Regions from separate parts of the Mus musculus genome. Here region 2 is linked to region 1. The links are chromatin contacts, called in public Hi-C maps. All regions are on one chromosome and are shown on one strand. Each heading gives the region's core, a stretch centred on a gene start, on an enhancer-like site or on the middle of the called end of the contact. The rest is flanking DNA. Distances are from core to core; before and after follow the strand shown.

What was found. Hi-C and Micro-C count contacts between places; a contact is called where the count stands out from the background.
Region 2: a Hi-C map of cortical neurons shows a contact between it and region 1, with 2.1 times the contacts expected there. The contact joins two enhancer-like sites. A contact is called at or near these places in 9 of 484 Hi-C or Micro-C datasets (CD8 T cells, bone marrow-derived macrophages, cortical neurons and 6 more), 4 of 115 datasets of contacts at active chromatin or transcription factors (the 230-238 cell line, embryonic stem cells and regulatory T cells) and 3 of 9 other capture datasets (adipose tissue, liver and pancreatic islet).

The regions. Positions count from the first base shown.
Region 1 is chr11:121,499,316-121,506,748 of GRCm38.p6, forward strand. It overlaps Tbcd (tubulin-specific chaperone d), which reads left to right. Exons shown (of 39, transcript NM_029878.4): 12 at 721-795; 13 at 4,378-4,472. Among named protein-coding and RNA genes, the nearest start is that of Zfp750, 16 kb to the right of the region's middle. Within about 2 kb of position 3,211, at least 27 of the 459 cell types and tissues checked have an H3K27ac peak or open chromatin away from gene starts, as enhancers often do. A contact at or near this core is called in cortical neurons, where this site is marked.
Region 2 is chr11:121,577,523-121,584,955 of GRCm38.p6, forward strand. It overlaps Tbcd (tubulin-specific chaperone d), which reads left to right. Exons shown (of 39, transcript NM_029878.4): 21 at 1,193-1,253; 22 at 2,626-2,648; 23 at 5,231-5,262. Among named protein-coding and RNA genes, the nearest start is that of Zfp750, 62 kb to the left of the region's middle. Within about 2 kb of position 4,204, at least 3 of the 459 cell types and tissues checked have an H3K27ac peak or open chromatin away from gene starts, as enhancers often do. A contact at or near this core is called in cortical neurons, where this site is marked.

The DNA.
Region 1 (7,433 bases), core at 1,961-4,460:
TGGGAGGCAGAGGTAGACGGATTAATGTGAGTTCAAGACCAGCTGGATCTATGTAGGAAGTTCCAGGCCAGCAGAGCTACATGGTGGGATCCTGCCTCAAAAAACCCAAAATTAAAAAAAAAAAAATTACTGAGGTTAAATTTTAGGCTTCCTAAAGTGGTATGAGGCCAATTATTAGTAGAAGTTGATTAATACAAATTAGATGTTGAGGTTGTTGAAGAGACTCTGTGGGAGCTGTGAAGTAAGGCAGTGCAGTTTCTTGCTCACAGTTGCCCTGGCATCATGATGTAAAGCTCCCCAGAAGCTGAAGAGAGCTGCCACGGGGACTTGTATTTATGCCAACCAAGTCTGTCCTGCCGGGAGGGATAGATTGACACATGCACAGTGAGACAGGCCTGACTTCAGGCCTCTGGCTTCCCCCTGTGCAGAGCCTGGGCTATCCTTTGTGGAAATGGGACAGTCTAGTTAGGTAGGGGCCAAGGTTGGAGATTGCAGCATCTATCTAGAAGTACTCGTGGGCCGTTAACACTGATGGGCTCAGTGTCCACGTCACGTTACTGTGCAGAAAGGTGACCATGTACCCTGTTCACATGTCCAAGGAGTCCCCTGCCCCGTCCTGGACACTTGGTTGGCAGTATTCGAGGCTTGCCCTATTCTGGGTTAATAGGAAACTTACTCAAGGTAATGTGCAGTTGATGGAGTATTGCTTCTCTTTTTCAGAATTGGTAGGATGGCTGGAAGGCTTCCCAGAGAGCTGGCCGATGATGTGGTGGGGTCTGTGTTGGACTGTTTCAGGTGGGTTATCACTCTCAAAGGCAAACCTGCAGCTTTGTGTTCTTCTGTATTATTATATATGCTTTCAATTGAGATATTTATTAGAACCCTAAAGCCTAATTTTTCCTTGTTACGTTAAACTTGATAATTGCAGTGATGTTGTTTCAACATCATTATATATCTAAAACCTTTAGACAGAGATGAAGCCTTTGCAAATGTAGGTCTTCATCTTCAAGTGAAGGCTTTGGGCCTGAACTGTGAGTGGGCAGAGCTTCTTAAAATGAGGGAATTTTCTGGATGCATGCCTCATATTGCTACTAGCCCCAGTGGCTACTGAGACTCTTGAGTGACTGAGGCCTGAATTTGGAGTTGTATTGTAATGAACTGAAGTTTCTTGACATTCTGAGTGTATGGGGCAAATGGCGTGTGGTGTGTGTATGATGGCATGTGGGTAGGTGTGGTCCTGGGGCCATAGACTGATATTGTAGACTCATAGACAGGAACCTTGGTCTTGTTTCCTTCCCAGTGATTGTTCCTCTGGGAGTAATGGTTTCTTAGAGGGTTGAGGAGGGCATATCCCTTATCCCACAGTCAGGTTGCATGGCCATTTATTGGCTGTGCTGTTCTGAGCCTGCTATTCTGTGTGGGCCTGCTATTCTGTGTGGCTGTGACTGTCTGGCAGGAAGTCTGCTATCAGTACTTTGAGCCCTCCAGCACTTGTCCTTGTGACTTTAGAGATGGTCCACCAACAATCCAAAGTACACTTCCTTCTGAACTGGGCCTTTCATTTTGCCTCAGGCTGCTTAGTGACAGTTTGCAGTTTAGAGGAGATAGTGTGCCAGAGACTGTTTTCCAATGGTGGCAATATATAGTAGAAGTACTAGCAGAAAACATCCTTATTGGGACTGCTTTGTGGAGTGTGACGAGAAGACACCGTGTATAGCTGCTTTTCTCAAGGTTCTGCAGATTTGTTTCAGGCCTTGTCCCTGGGCTCCCCCTGGAGCCATGGGATGGATAGGTTGCTGCTCTCCCTGGGCTTTGTGCTGCCAGATTTAGGAAGAGCTGGGATTCCATCATTGTCAGCCTTCCCTGAGGGTCAAGCACTGTTTTTCCCATCCCCCATAGGGCATTTCTGCACATTCCCTCTGGTCACTTAGAACTTTTTTCCAGGTGCCCCCTCTCCCAACTTTTTTCTACATTTTCTTTCCTCCAGTTTCTCTGGCATCCTGAGCCCATTCTCTTTGGAGTGTTGTTGGGTTTCTAGTGTATACAGCTTCTCCAGACTGTGTTTTTTCTCCTGGCTTGTAGTCTTGGTTTAATGTTGGACCCTGGCTCATTCAACCTTCTTATGGGCCTGCTGTTTTAATAGATGGCAGATACTAAAGTGTGTCCTGTTTTTGTGCCTGTGTTCTGGAGAGAGGAAAAGGCCCAGCATGGAGCAAGCATGCTGATGGGAGGAAGGGTCAGGGCGTTGGGTCTGTGTGGAGGCCTGAGTCTCGAAACCTCTTCTGCAGCCCAATGATGTCATCTCCAGCATTCTGTGCTTTTTCTCTCTGGATTCCTAAGCTTGGGAGCCTAGGCTTAGATGTGAGATAATGGCTTGCTCTTAGCACTTGGCCACAGTTTCTTACTATGCCCCTGTTGTATCGAAGGCTGGGCTTTATCAGACATGAGTCTGGAGTGGATGATAGCAGCTTTTCAGGCCTGCCTGCCTGAAGCCATAGTGCACTTTTGTAGTTTAGAAGTGATATATTTGAGTTAACATTATGTTGATACTGTATCAAGTTCACTATGACGATGAATCTTCATGAAAAGTATGAGGAAGCATCTCTCTCTCCATTTGAAACCCTGAAAGACATAAAGATTTAGAAGTGGAAAAAGAGAATATTTGGAACTGGAACCAGATACCAGCATTTGAGCAGTAGAGGTAGGAGGATCATAGTTCAAGGCCAGTCAAGGCTACATAGTGAGCGTAGTGAGCTTGAGGCCAGCCTGGGCTACAGGAGACTCTCTCTTAACTAATAAAACAAACCCTCCAAGATTTGAAGTGATCACATAGCCTCTGAGCAGACACCTGCTAAGACATCTGGCACTTTCAAAAATTGTAATTATGAGTGAGTCATACGAATTGTGGTGAGTGGGAGGACAGCTGTATCTGACACGAAGGCCCATGCTGTCCATCTTGAATACATTAGTGACTTCTTTTCTCTTAATAGTTTGTGTGCTGTTGGCTGTACAGTTTAGTGTTGATTTTCCTACACATTTCTTTACTGTTAAATGAACTCAGCCAGAATAGGTAAAAGCCTGTCATTTGATTTTGCTTTTCTGTGATGTGCATTTCCATGTTTATGTTGGCAACAAAATACAGAAACCTCAGAGCAGCTCTGACCAGTCTGAGAACAGTCACTCACATTGTAATAACCATAGGCCACACCCTGAAGAGAACTTTTGAGTACACAGGCACATTGATTTCAAATATAAAATGTTACTTGTGAGACCCAATTTAGTTGGGTGCAAAATCGGTTTTTTGTAGTCTTGGTTACTTGGAAGGATTACTTGAGCCTGCAAGTTTACAATCAGCCTGGGAACATAGCCAAACCTGACACCTCCATGCCTTTGAAAATCTCTCTCTCTCTCTCTCTCTCTCTCTCTCTCTCTCTCTCTCCCTCCCTCCCTCCCTCCCTCCCTCCCTCCCTCCCTCCCTCTCTCTCTCTCTCTCTCTCTCTCTCTCTTTCTTTCTTTCTTTCTTTCTTTCTTTAATTCCTTCCTTCCTTCCTTCCTTCCTTCCTTCCTTCCTTCCTTTCTCTCTTTCTTTCAATGAGATCTCATGTGTCTTAGCAGTCTAGGCTTAAATTTCTTCCCTTCCTGTCTTTTCTTCCCAGGGGATTAGAGGCACATGGCACAGTGGCCATCTTATTTTATCAGTTTTGTAATCTTGAATGTTGAGCATTCAAGTAACAGTGGGTGCCATTTAAAGGCATCCACCTGTTTCTTTTCTATTAATGTCCTCTGAGTGGGGTGGAATCTTTGTTGAGTCTCTGCTGTCTGATGAGAGTAGGCTGAGGTTGCAGCATTGTGGTCATGGTGGCAGGACACCATCTCAGGCCGGTGACTTGGTTTGATGTTGTAGATGGTTGAATGTCTCTGGGCTGGTCTTTTAAAATTGTTTTTACACATTCACTTTACATCCCACTCACTCCCCTCTCCCAGTTACCCCCCACCCCCAATCCTTCCCCATCCCCTCTTCCCTTCTCCTCTGAGCAGGTGGGGGCTTACCCTGGGTTCCTCTCACTCAGGCACTTTCAGTCTCTGTGAGACTAGGTGCATCCTCTCCCACTGAGGCCAGACAAGGCAGCCCGGCTAGAAGAACGTATCCTCTGGACTGGTTTTGCATTGATCCAAGTCTTTTCACTATTATTAGGTGTTGTAATGAGTAGTATTGGTGTGGCAGTTATGTTCAATTAGGTTAGAGTGTCTTATTTGTCTAGCCAAGAAGTAATGTAGTTTTAGCAAGGCTTTTGGGCCCAGAATATGGACCAACTTGTGTTTCTTACAAAATTTTGGGCTCTAAACTTGGAGTTGACTTTAGAACTCTGGTTTCAGTTTTCAGGAGACGGATAAGGCATGGCATGGTGGATGTCTGGCATTGGCAGAGCTGGGTAGACGAGGCCTGTTGCTACCATCCAGACTCTCAGAGGGTAAGTAACCAAACTGCATGAATCTGCATCCTTAGGGCTGCTGAGACTTGGTGGGGTTCCTCAGTGTGGCTAGCCATGGACACCAGTGCTTCTATGGAAGGGCATGCCATATGCATATTTCTCAGGCATCTTTCTCATGCCAGCCTTTATAATGTACTAATTATCTCTTCAGCCTGTTGTAGCTGCATGCTGTATAAACCATGTGTGCTGGATTTGGAGGGTCATGGACAATGGTAATATTTGATTTTCTTGTATCTAGAACCGCCTTTCACTCTTGAGGGGTGCCTAGAGCTGTAGGTTGACATAGCTATGGCAGCAGTGGAGCTCAGCTTTAGGAGAGCGGGTACAGTGTAGGGCATATGCAGAAAGATCATGAACCCAGGCTAGCTGTTAGGTCCTGGTGAGGGGGAGTCAGAGGATAGTAAGACTGTGGCCATGTGCCACCATCTGGTTGGTGGACCCGTCCTTGTTGGTGGTTGAAGGTGCCTTATGAGTGGAAGGAAAAGAAATGTAACGGCCTGAGTGTGCTACAGAGATTGTGCAGGGTGCAGCTTTTGTCTAGAGCAGTGGTTCTCATCCTTCCTAATGCTGCCTAACTTTAATATAATTCTTCATGTTGTGGTAACCCCCAGCCATAAAATAATTTTGTTGCTACTTAAAAACTATGATTTTGCTACTGTTATAAATTATAATGTAAGTATCTGATATGCAGGATATCTGATATGTGACCCTTGTGAAAGGGTTGTCCAACCCCCAAAAGGGATCATAGTCCACAGGTTGAGAACCGCTGGTCTAGAATCTGGTGGTTGCATCTCACTAATGCCCAGCTGTAGTGTCAGTATTGGGCACTGGAACACAAGGGACTTCTAGAGCAGCATTCTATTTAGCCTTTCTGCTTTTAAAAAAGTTTTATTACAATAACTTACATACCGTATAGTCTACCCACTTACAGTTTATAGTGGTCTCTGACATATTTGGAGTTGTGCAACATCATGTAATTTAACTTCAGAACATTTTCTTTGCCTCAGGCTGAAATTCTGCACTACAGAGCAGCCACTCCTACCCTGCTCCCAGCCCTAGGCGCTCTGGTCCTCTGGTTGCTGTCCTGTTTTGCCCTTTTCAGACATTTCATTAAACAGACTGCTGTTTGTTCTTTTGTGTCTGAACTTTGTGTGGTTTTTCTGATGATCGCTGTGTGGGGCTCCATTCCTTTGCTGCGGATGGGGTTTCTACCATATGCAAGGAAACACTGCTTCTTCCTTAGTCTTATCAGTAGAAGTAACCATTGTGGTTGCCTCCGCCTTTTGACTTTTTGAGTAACGCTGCAGTGGACATTTGTTTATGAGTTTCTGTGTAGATATGTGTTACCATTTGTCCTGAATGTTGATCTAGGAGTAGAAATGATGGATCAGTTCAAGAAACAGGCCAGGCTCTTTTTTTTTTTATTCTTCTCTCATACATTATGTCCGCAATTTTCCCTCCCTCCACTCTTCCCAGTCACTCTTGCTACTTCCCCTCTCACCCAGGTCAACTGCTCCTCTGTTTCCCTTAAAGAAAAAGAAAGAAGGAAATAGAGAAAGAAAAGAAGGAAGGAAGGAAGGACGGATGGACGGTCGGATGGAAGGACAAGCCTCCCAGAGATATCCACCGAACATAGCATAATACAGTATAATAAGACTGGGCCTAGACCCTCATATCATGACTGGATGTGGCAACCCAGTAGGAGGAAAAGAGTCCCACACACAGGCAAGAGAGTCCCCCACAGGCTAGACTCTTGTAACCTGGCTGCCCTGCTCTACATTCCCACCAGCTCTTGGGTTCCTCACATCCCCATTGGTTTTTATTTTTGTCTTCCCTCTTTAAAAAAGTAGTTACCATCGTATTTGTTGTGGGATGTCAGTCACCTTACCATGGCTTGGTTTGTGTGTTCCCGATGACCAAGGAGGACGTCTGAAACTGCTCCAAAGTCTTGCTAGATGGTGACTGCTTTTATAGCTAGGCCTGCCTCCTTGGTCAGGAATTGCAGCCAGTGTGGCAAATTCACACTATTTTGTGAGGTAGGACTGGGCGTAGCCTTTGGGGGAGCTGAGAGGACTTCCTAGAACATTAAGGCCCATGTGTTGGATTAGTCCTTTCCTGAGGTCAGCAGATCTTTTCAGACAGCTCAGCTGTGGAAACCTCATTAGTGAGGTTCTACAACATGGCTGTACATGGAACCTATACTAGTGCTGCTTCTCTTTGGTCTTCTTCTATGGGACTAGCGTGTATGAAATATAGCTGGGACATATTTCAGGATCTTAGACATCATTGATCCATCAGCTGGAGTGAGGACACGGGTATTACTGGTATCATAACTGAGAAGTGTCAAGCTGCCATTTAAAACTGTAAAACATGATGTGGATTAAGTTAGTCCATGATCTTTCTCTTGGGAGTTGTCCTTCTGCCCTGCACTGCCTCCATGTGAACGGAACCTCGTTAAAGCCTCTTTTTGTGCCGGGGCATGCTGTACTGTGTCCTGACGGGGGTAGCATCATCACAAGGGTGACAGAGACTCTGGAACACAGGTGTGTGAAGATGGTAACAGCAACCCTGAGCATCTTAAGGATGGTTTTATATTTTTACTTTAGACCTCACACCATTCCTCTGAGAGTGGTCTTATTTGCTTAAGGTCATAGCTGAGGGTGCTTCTTTTCATAGCCACTGTGTACTGACTTTTGCTAAATTGTCAGAAAACAAAAACACTACAATCTCAACCTTTGGAAATTAGAGGCAAGAGACTTAGGGATTCAAGGCTATTCTTGGTTACAGTGAGTTTGAGGTCAGCCTCAACTTCTTCAGAGACCCCGTTTCTTAAGAAAAGAAAGAGAAGGAAAAGCGCATGTGTGCAGTGAGAAACCTGGATAAGTGTGGTCTAGGGGAGGATAAAGGTAGAAAGATGAGCATGCTGCTAGCCAGAACATT
Region 2 (7,433 bases), core at 2,954-5,453, 79 kb after region 1:
AGTTAGTTACCACGTAGCTCTGCCTAGCAAGTAGAGGATATTAGATCCCCAGGGTGTTGTGGCTGTGCATAGTTTGGCCTAAAGCACAGGAGGTTGCAGATCCATAAGTAACTCACACTGCATAATTCTGCTAGCATATACCATATCTCCAAAAAAATCAGATGTTCAGTGCAGACTGTAGTTTATCTGATAGCCTGTGTTCAGCGAGCTGCAGTGGGAGTCAGGTAGGGTACCCCCTGCTGAAGACTTAAGTGCTGGGTTGACTAGCAGCAGCCTTTCTGATGACAACAGAAAACACCTGTGGAAATCCATGTCCCCTGTAGGGGCCTTAACTCTTCCACAGTGTCAGCAGGAGCATAATGGTCAGTAAAGGTGCTTCTGTTTTGATAATAAATAAGATTGTGTCTTTAGCAAACTGAATGTAAGCATAAAGGTGTAACACTCAGATGCCCACCTTCTGTAACCAACACAGATTGTGTGTCTGTGTGTGTGTGTGTCTGTGTGTGTGTGTGTGTGTGTGTGTGTGTGTGTGTGAGTGATGTACTTGTCCATGTGTGTATGTGTGGAGGCCAAAGATTGACATTGTGTATCTTACCTTCCCTGGTTGCTCTGTCTTACTATTTGTTTTATATTTTAAATTATATTTAGGGGCTGGAGATATGACTCAGTGGTAAAGAACAGTTCAGAAGACCCAGGTTCAGTTCCCAGTACACTCATGGTGGCTCACAAACTTGTAACTCCAGTTCTAGGGACTCTAGTATCTTCTTCTGGACTCCATGGACATCCGTCATGAGTATGGTACACATACATGTACATGCTGGCAAAACTACTCATACATAAAAGAAGTGTTGAAATTATACTTATTTATTTATTTGAGAGAGGGAGAGACAAACAGAAACACATGGGGATGAGTTTGCCAAGATGCACATGTGGAAGTCATAGGACAACTTGAGGGGAATCAGTTTTACCTTGTGGGTCCCAGGGATTGAACTCAGGCTGTCAGTCTTGGCAGCAAGTGTCTTTACCCACTGAGCCATCTCTCCAGCCCCCAATACAGCTTTATTTAAGGCTGAAGTGGCACATTTTCAGGGGCTGTGGGAGCATGAACAAGAAGCTGATCTTTCTGAGCTTATGTGAACCTGGGCTCCAGTGTAATCCTTATGAACTCGGCATTGTGTCTCACCTTCTGCAGGCTTGTCACAGACTATCTGGATGAGAAGGCAGTGCAAAGCCTGAAGCAGATCCACCAGCAGGTTTGTGTGGTCCATCTGAACCCCCTCTACCTGGACAGGATCTGCTTCTTTGAGCATATTGTATTGACCAGGACACAATGGCCCAATGGGCTCTTTCCACCAGCATGACTCCTGTGAGGGTTTATCTGGAATTGGTAACTGGGATAGATTCATCCTCTGGGGCCAAAATCCATCTTATTGGATGGGCATTGTGTAGGTCTCAGGGCTGTGTTGGTGTTTCACTGTGGGCCTTAACAGGAGTTCCCAGGTGAGGGATGGGCATGTCCCCTCTGTTTGGACCAGACAGTCCTTCTGGAGTGTCAAGTACCCATAAAACAAAGGCCTTTGCTTCTGTGGCTCTAATTTCTACTGTCCTGAAATTTAATACTGAATTTTACACATTTTGGGGACTAGAAGAAAATGTGTATGTTTTTTCTGGGAGTTTGAGATTCTCAAAGCCATCTATGACATAAAAGAAAAAGTAATTTATTTCCTAAGGAATTAAATTATTTTTTTGTTTTTGTTTTTTGGTTTTTGTTTTTTTCAAGTCAGGGTTTCTCTGTATAGCCCTAGCTGTCCTGGCACTTACTTTGTAGACCAGGCAGGCCTTGAACTCAGAAATCTGCCTGCCTCTGCCTCCCAAGTGCTGGGATTAATGTAAATATTTTTCTATTCCATACAATTTTCCTCTTTTTATACTAACGAACTGTTTGTCTCAGATCATGACTATGGTGAGGCCATTTGATTAGTTTTATATTTCTTGCTTCCAAGTGGAGCCTGGCATTCTTGTCAGGCATTCTTGAAGTGAGGGTGTTGAGGGCAGCCCTATGCAGTGGCTGAAGGAATGGAGGCTCTGTGTCCTCCATTGCTAGGGTTTCCTGTTGCTGAGGAACATGGGTGGTGACAGGGCTGCTACTTTTAGTTTTGTGGGAATTACAGATGTGTATGAAGGGGTTGTGAACTGACAGTAGTTGTGTGAATATCCAGCAAGTATCAGATGTACTCACAACAACAAACTAAATTATATCCAGCAAACATCAAACATACTCACAACAAACTGAATTACTTCTGAGTCTGAAGACTGACTCCAGAGCCATTTGTCAGGGTTTGTTTTATGCTTGTGTGTCTATCAGTGGGCTAGGATGGAAGGGGACACCCTCTTTCTCCCCACTGTGTGCCTTAGTTTTCCCTTAGAAGCAATGCACCTGAAGAACCTAACCAAGGCCAGGCACAGTGAGTTGGGGGCCTTTGTCTTCTGACCTTCCTGATGGACTTTCTGGCAGTCAAAAGCTCAGCTCTGTCACCCTGCCATCATTCTTGTGTTGACAGCCATCACTATATATATAACAAATTCTTTAACTCAAATAACTGATTTTTGGCTCTTTAATTTTAGCTTTGTGACCGCCATCTCTATAGGTAAGTCTACAGAGTTAAGACATCTTGTGTCTAATGGAAATGTGTGTTGTGGAATAGTTGGTTCACCGAAGCACTTAAATTACATCTATGTGCGTGCGTGTGTGTGTGTGTGTGTGTGTGTGTGTGTGTGTGTGTGTGTGTAACACATACCATGTGTACTAGTGGCAGTCAGAGGACAACTCCAACTTGTAGGAGTTGGTTCTTTCCTTCTATCTTGTGGGTCCCAGGAATTTAGGTTGTCAGACTTGGTGAAAGGAACCTTTGTTTGCTGTCCCTTGTTGTCCTTGTAAGTAGCCAATAGCTGACCTTCACCTGTCCTCACTCTTCCACGTGCAACTGTCACTCAACCCAGTAGTCAAGGGAATGATGGTTGCAAATCTTTGGTGCCTTTCAGCTTTTTGGAAGCTAAAGTCACAGGTCATGGCACCCCATGTTTCAGTGTGTCCTTGGCATTTCTGTGGCTGAAGACCATTGTGTCCTGCCCAAATGAGCAGGTGTTGCCTACTGCTCTTGGTGGCTGTTGGCTCTCGGGGTCAGAAAGCTTGAGTGCTCTCTGTCTCTGCAGTCTTCCTTTTTTTAGACTCTGTGCAGGAAGGATAATATGTAAAGCCTTTAGGTCTGGTTCTTTCTCTCAGTGTTTTTGAGGTTCATCCATCTTATTGTATATATAATTTATCTCTCTTGTTTTATTTTAGATTGGTATTACTATGTCTCATTCTGGTCTTTTAAAAATATTGATTTTGATTTTATGTATATTGCTGGTTTTCCTGACTGTATGTCTGTAGTCAATGTGTATGCTGTTCCCAAGGAAGCCAGAAGGTGTCTGATATCCTGCACTTGGTTGTTAGCTGTCACATCGGCACTGGTAATTGAACCTGCATCCTTTGGAAAAGTAGCCAGTGTTCTTAACTGCTGATTCATTTTTCTAGCCTTGAGAATTATTCTTGTCTTCATCTTCTTCTTCATCTTTGTCTTCATCTTCATCTTCTCCCCCTCCTCTTCCTCTTCCTCCTTTTCCTTCTCCTCCTCTTCCTCCCCTTCCTCTTCCTTCCCTTCCGTTTCCTCCTCCCCTCCTCCTCTTCTTCCTCCTATTCTTCTTCCTCTTCCTCCTCCTCTTCCTCCTATTCCTCTTCCTCCTCCTCTCCTCTTCCTCTTCTTCTTCTTCCTCCTCTTCTTCCTCCTCCTCCTCCTTCTTAATAGTTTGTTTTTGTTTTTCTGTTCCCTAGATCTGCCTGTCTCCTGAGTGCTGGGTTAAAGGCATATGCCAACACATCCAGCCCTCATTCAGTTCCTTGAAAATATTCACCATCTGTCTTGTTGAGCAGTAAAAGCTCTGTATATTCTGGATCTAAGTTCTGTTAGACACAGGATTTCCCCGTTTTCCCCTCCCTCTCTTTCATGTCTTGCTGTGTTGTTTCTTTTTGTGGTGTGGGGCTGAACATTTACTGTCCTGAACTCTGGAAGTGAGGAGCCTTACTTCCCGTGCCTCTTACTGACTCCTCTCCAGACTTTGGGAGTAGGCAGTGAAGGTGGGCACACACAGTGAGTTATGCTGTGCCTGGGAGCTTTTGTGGGCTAATATTATCCCAGTCTGGGCCTCTGGGCTTGTCAGAACTGTCACATAAGCCTCACCATCTTAACCACTTCTCTCTGTGAGGACTTTGAAACATTTTTATTTCTTGCTTTTGCCATAACCTACTCCTGAAACTGCCTAGGTTTTGAGTAAAGATTCCTTGGGTTTTTTGTTTGTTTTGTTGTGTTTCAGTAGGATGAAATGCCTTGCAGAAAACTTACTAAAATAATTTAAATTGGGGGACTGGAAAGATGGCTCAGCAACTGAGAGTGCTGGCTGCTTTTCTAGAGGACTCAGGTTTGCTTCCCAGCACCCACATGACAATTCACAGCCATCTGTTAATTCCAGTTCTGGGGATTTAATGCTCTTTTCTGGCCTCCATGGGCTCCAGGTATGCAAATGACACTCTGAAATACAAGCAGGCAAAACTCCCATATGTAAAAAAAAAAAATGTTTTTCTATTTAATTCTTATAGTGTTTGCTTAAAGCTACAGAAGAGACTTAAATAGTACAGAATTTGGGAGAACAGTGTGACTTTATTTGGAGAGCTTGTAAGCTACAAGGTGTCAGAGAAGTGGCATCTCAGGCCCTCAGTAGGAGGATGACGACTGGGGTGGCTGCTGATGGCCGTGCCTTTGATGGTCACAGTGTACTTATCTCCATCGGGTTCGATAGCTTCTCGCAGACAGCGTGATGATGAACATGAGTGTACTACAGCTTTGGGCCATGTGACGGTCGTCTTGGCATTGTGGAGTGTGTTAAGCAGCATTTGGGATTGGTTCTGTGTGATATATTGGTGATGACCAAGTGTCCTGTGGAAGCTAAAAGGACGGGAGTCTGCCCGAGGATGATCTTTTCATGGCAATTTTGGGTTTTTCCAAAAATGTAGCGCTAAATCACCTGATTATTGAAAACTGTCATAGTTTTGGGGGCCTGAAGGTGTATCTGTTGCTTAGTGGGGTGTTTCATGTGTAAAAGACTTTAACTGTCTTCTTCCTTTGGTTTTCAGGGGTCTTGGAGGAGAGCTTATGAGACAAGCAGGTAGGTCTGGGGTCAGAAGCTGCTGTCCTTCACTTGAATATGGGGGAAGAGTACCCTGAGGTCAGACCAGACCTCCCAGTAACAGGTGGTAGCTGTTCCCTTCTGTTGGAGATCTTGCTACTGCCCCTGGCTTGCTCTCGGTATGCAGTCAGGGATATGCAGACATGCTTCCTAGCCTAGTATATCTAGTTACCCTATGTCAATCTGTGGGGCTCTGATGTGTCTTACATGCCACAGGACTGGTCACTGTGATTAGGCATAGGGATATATCAGCTGCCAATTTCTTCTATGTACTAAGTACTGCAGAACAAGGAATGGTTTCTTAGATCGTATGTTAATGTCCAAGGAATCTTACAGCATAATCAGGTGAATATTCCTAGTTAGTTGAATATGATAGAAAACTCAGGTTCTTGCTGGCTTATCTGGGTCTCAAGTCGAGCCAGAAATTGGTTGGCTGTTCCATCAATTTCTGTTCCATCTTTACCCCTGCACATCTTTAGGCAGGACAAATTTTGGGTCAAAGGCTTTGTGACTGGGTTTGTGACCCCATCTCTCTATTAGAAGTCCTGCCTGGCTACAGGAGATGAGAGTTTGAGGTTCCATAGTTGTTAGGAGTCTTACCTAGAGTCACCCCACAGATTTCTGGGAGTTTCCATCATCCTAGGTTTCTAGGAAAATCCCAGAGATTCCCTACTACCATTACCAGCACCAATTCTAGTTCGCTTTCTCTCTCTCTCTTTCTCTCTCTCTCTCTCTCTCTACCCTCCCCACACTTGATCCTCCTGTTCTCCTTCTCCCCCTCCCCCCTCCCAGTTCCTTCTCTCCACTCCCAATGTCCATTCTATTTTCCCTTCTGAGTGAGATTCAGGAATTCCCCCTTGGGCCCTCCTTGTTATTTGGTTTCTGTGGATTGTAGCTTGGTTATACTGTAGTTTATGGCTGATAACCACTTATAAATAAGAACATAACATGTTTGTCTTTCTGGATCTCAGTTCCTCACTCAGAGTGATCTTTCCTAATTCCTTCCATTTGCCTGTAAATTTCATAATGTCATTGTTTTTAATAGCTGAGTAATATTCCATTGTGTAAACATATTACATTTTCCTTATTCATTCTCAGTTGAGGGACATCTGGGTTGTTTCCAGTTTCTGGCTACTACCAATAAAGCTTCTGTGACCATAGTCGAGCAAGTGTCCTGGTGGCTTGGTGGAACATCTTTTGGGCATATGCCCAGGAGTAGTATAGCTGGGACTTGAGAGAGAACTATTCCCAATTTTCTTTAGAAACCGCCAAATTTCCAGAGTAGAAATCAACTGTACTAGTTTGCACTCTCACCAGCAATGGAGGAGTGCTCCATTGCTCCACATCATTGCCTGCATGTGCTGTCACTTGAGTTTTTGATTTTAGCCATTCTGATGGGTGTAAAATGGACTCTCAGAGTCATTTTGATTTGCATTTCCCTAGTGACTAAGAATGTTAAACATTTCTTTTTTTTCTAATCAAATATATTTATTAAAAAGGAAAAATCATTTCATTTCAGTAAATAATAAAACAGACAGTGAACTGTTACTGTGAAAAAGGACATGGGTGTTCCATAAATGACAAAAGTTTATAGAACAGTGAGTTAAAGTCTACATTGTACATGGTGCCATACTGCACAGAGAGTGGAGATGGGAAGTGGAAATGAGAGTCTGTACAGATTTCTGCAATCACTGCTTAGGTCTGAGGAATCACTGAGTAAGCAGGAGAGAAGGGAGAGGGTGGTGGAATGTTGGTCATGTAGCACAGAGAAATTATTCAGGTCTCAATATAGAGCCTATCACCTGGAGGAATTTCATTTGAATTAAATCAACTCTGTCCATAAAAGGTCAAGAACTGTCTATAAGATAAAGGACAGGATCTTCCTAGTGAACGATGTTCCATTAGTGTTAAACATTTCTTTAAGTGCTTTTCAACCATTACAGATTCCTCTGTCAGGAATCCTGTTTAGATCTGTACCCCATTTTTTAAATTGGGTTATTTGGTTTGTTGATGTCTAATTTCTTGAGTTCTTTATATATTTTGGATATTGCCCCTCTGTCGGATGGAGGACTGGTATAGAGTTCTTCCCAGTCTGGAGGCTGCCACTTTGTCCTTTGCCTTACAGAGGCTTTTCGGGTTCATCAGGTCCC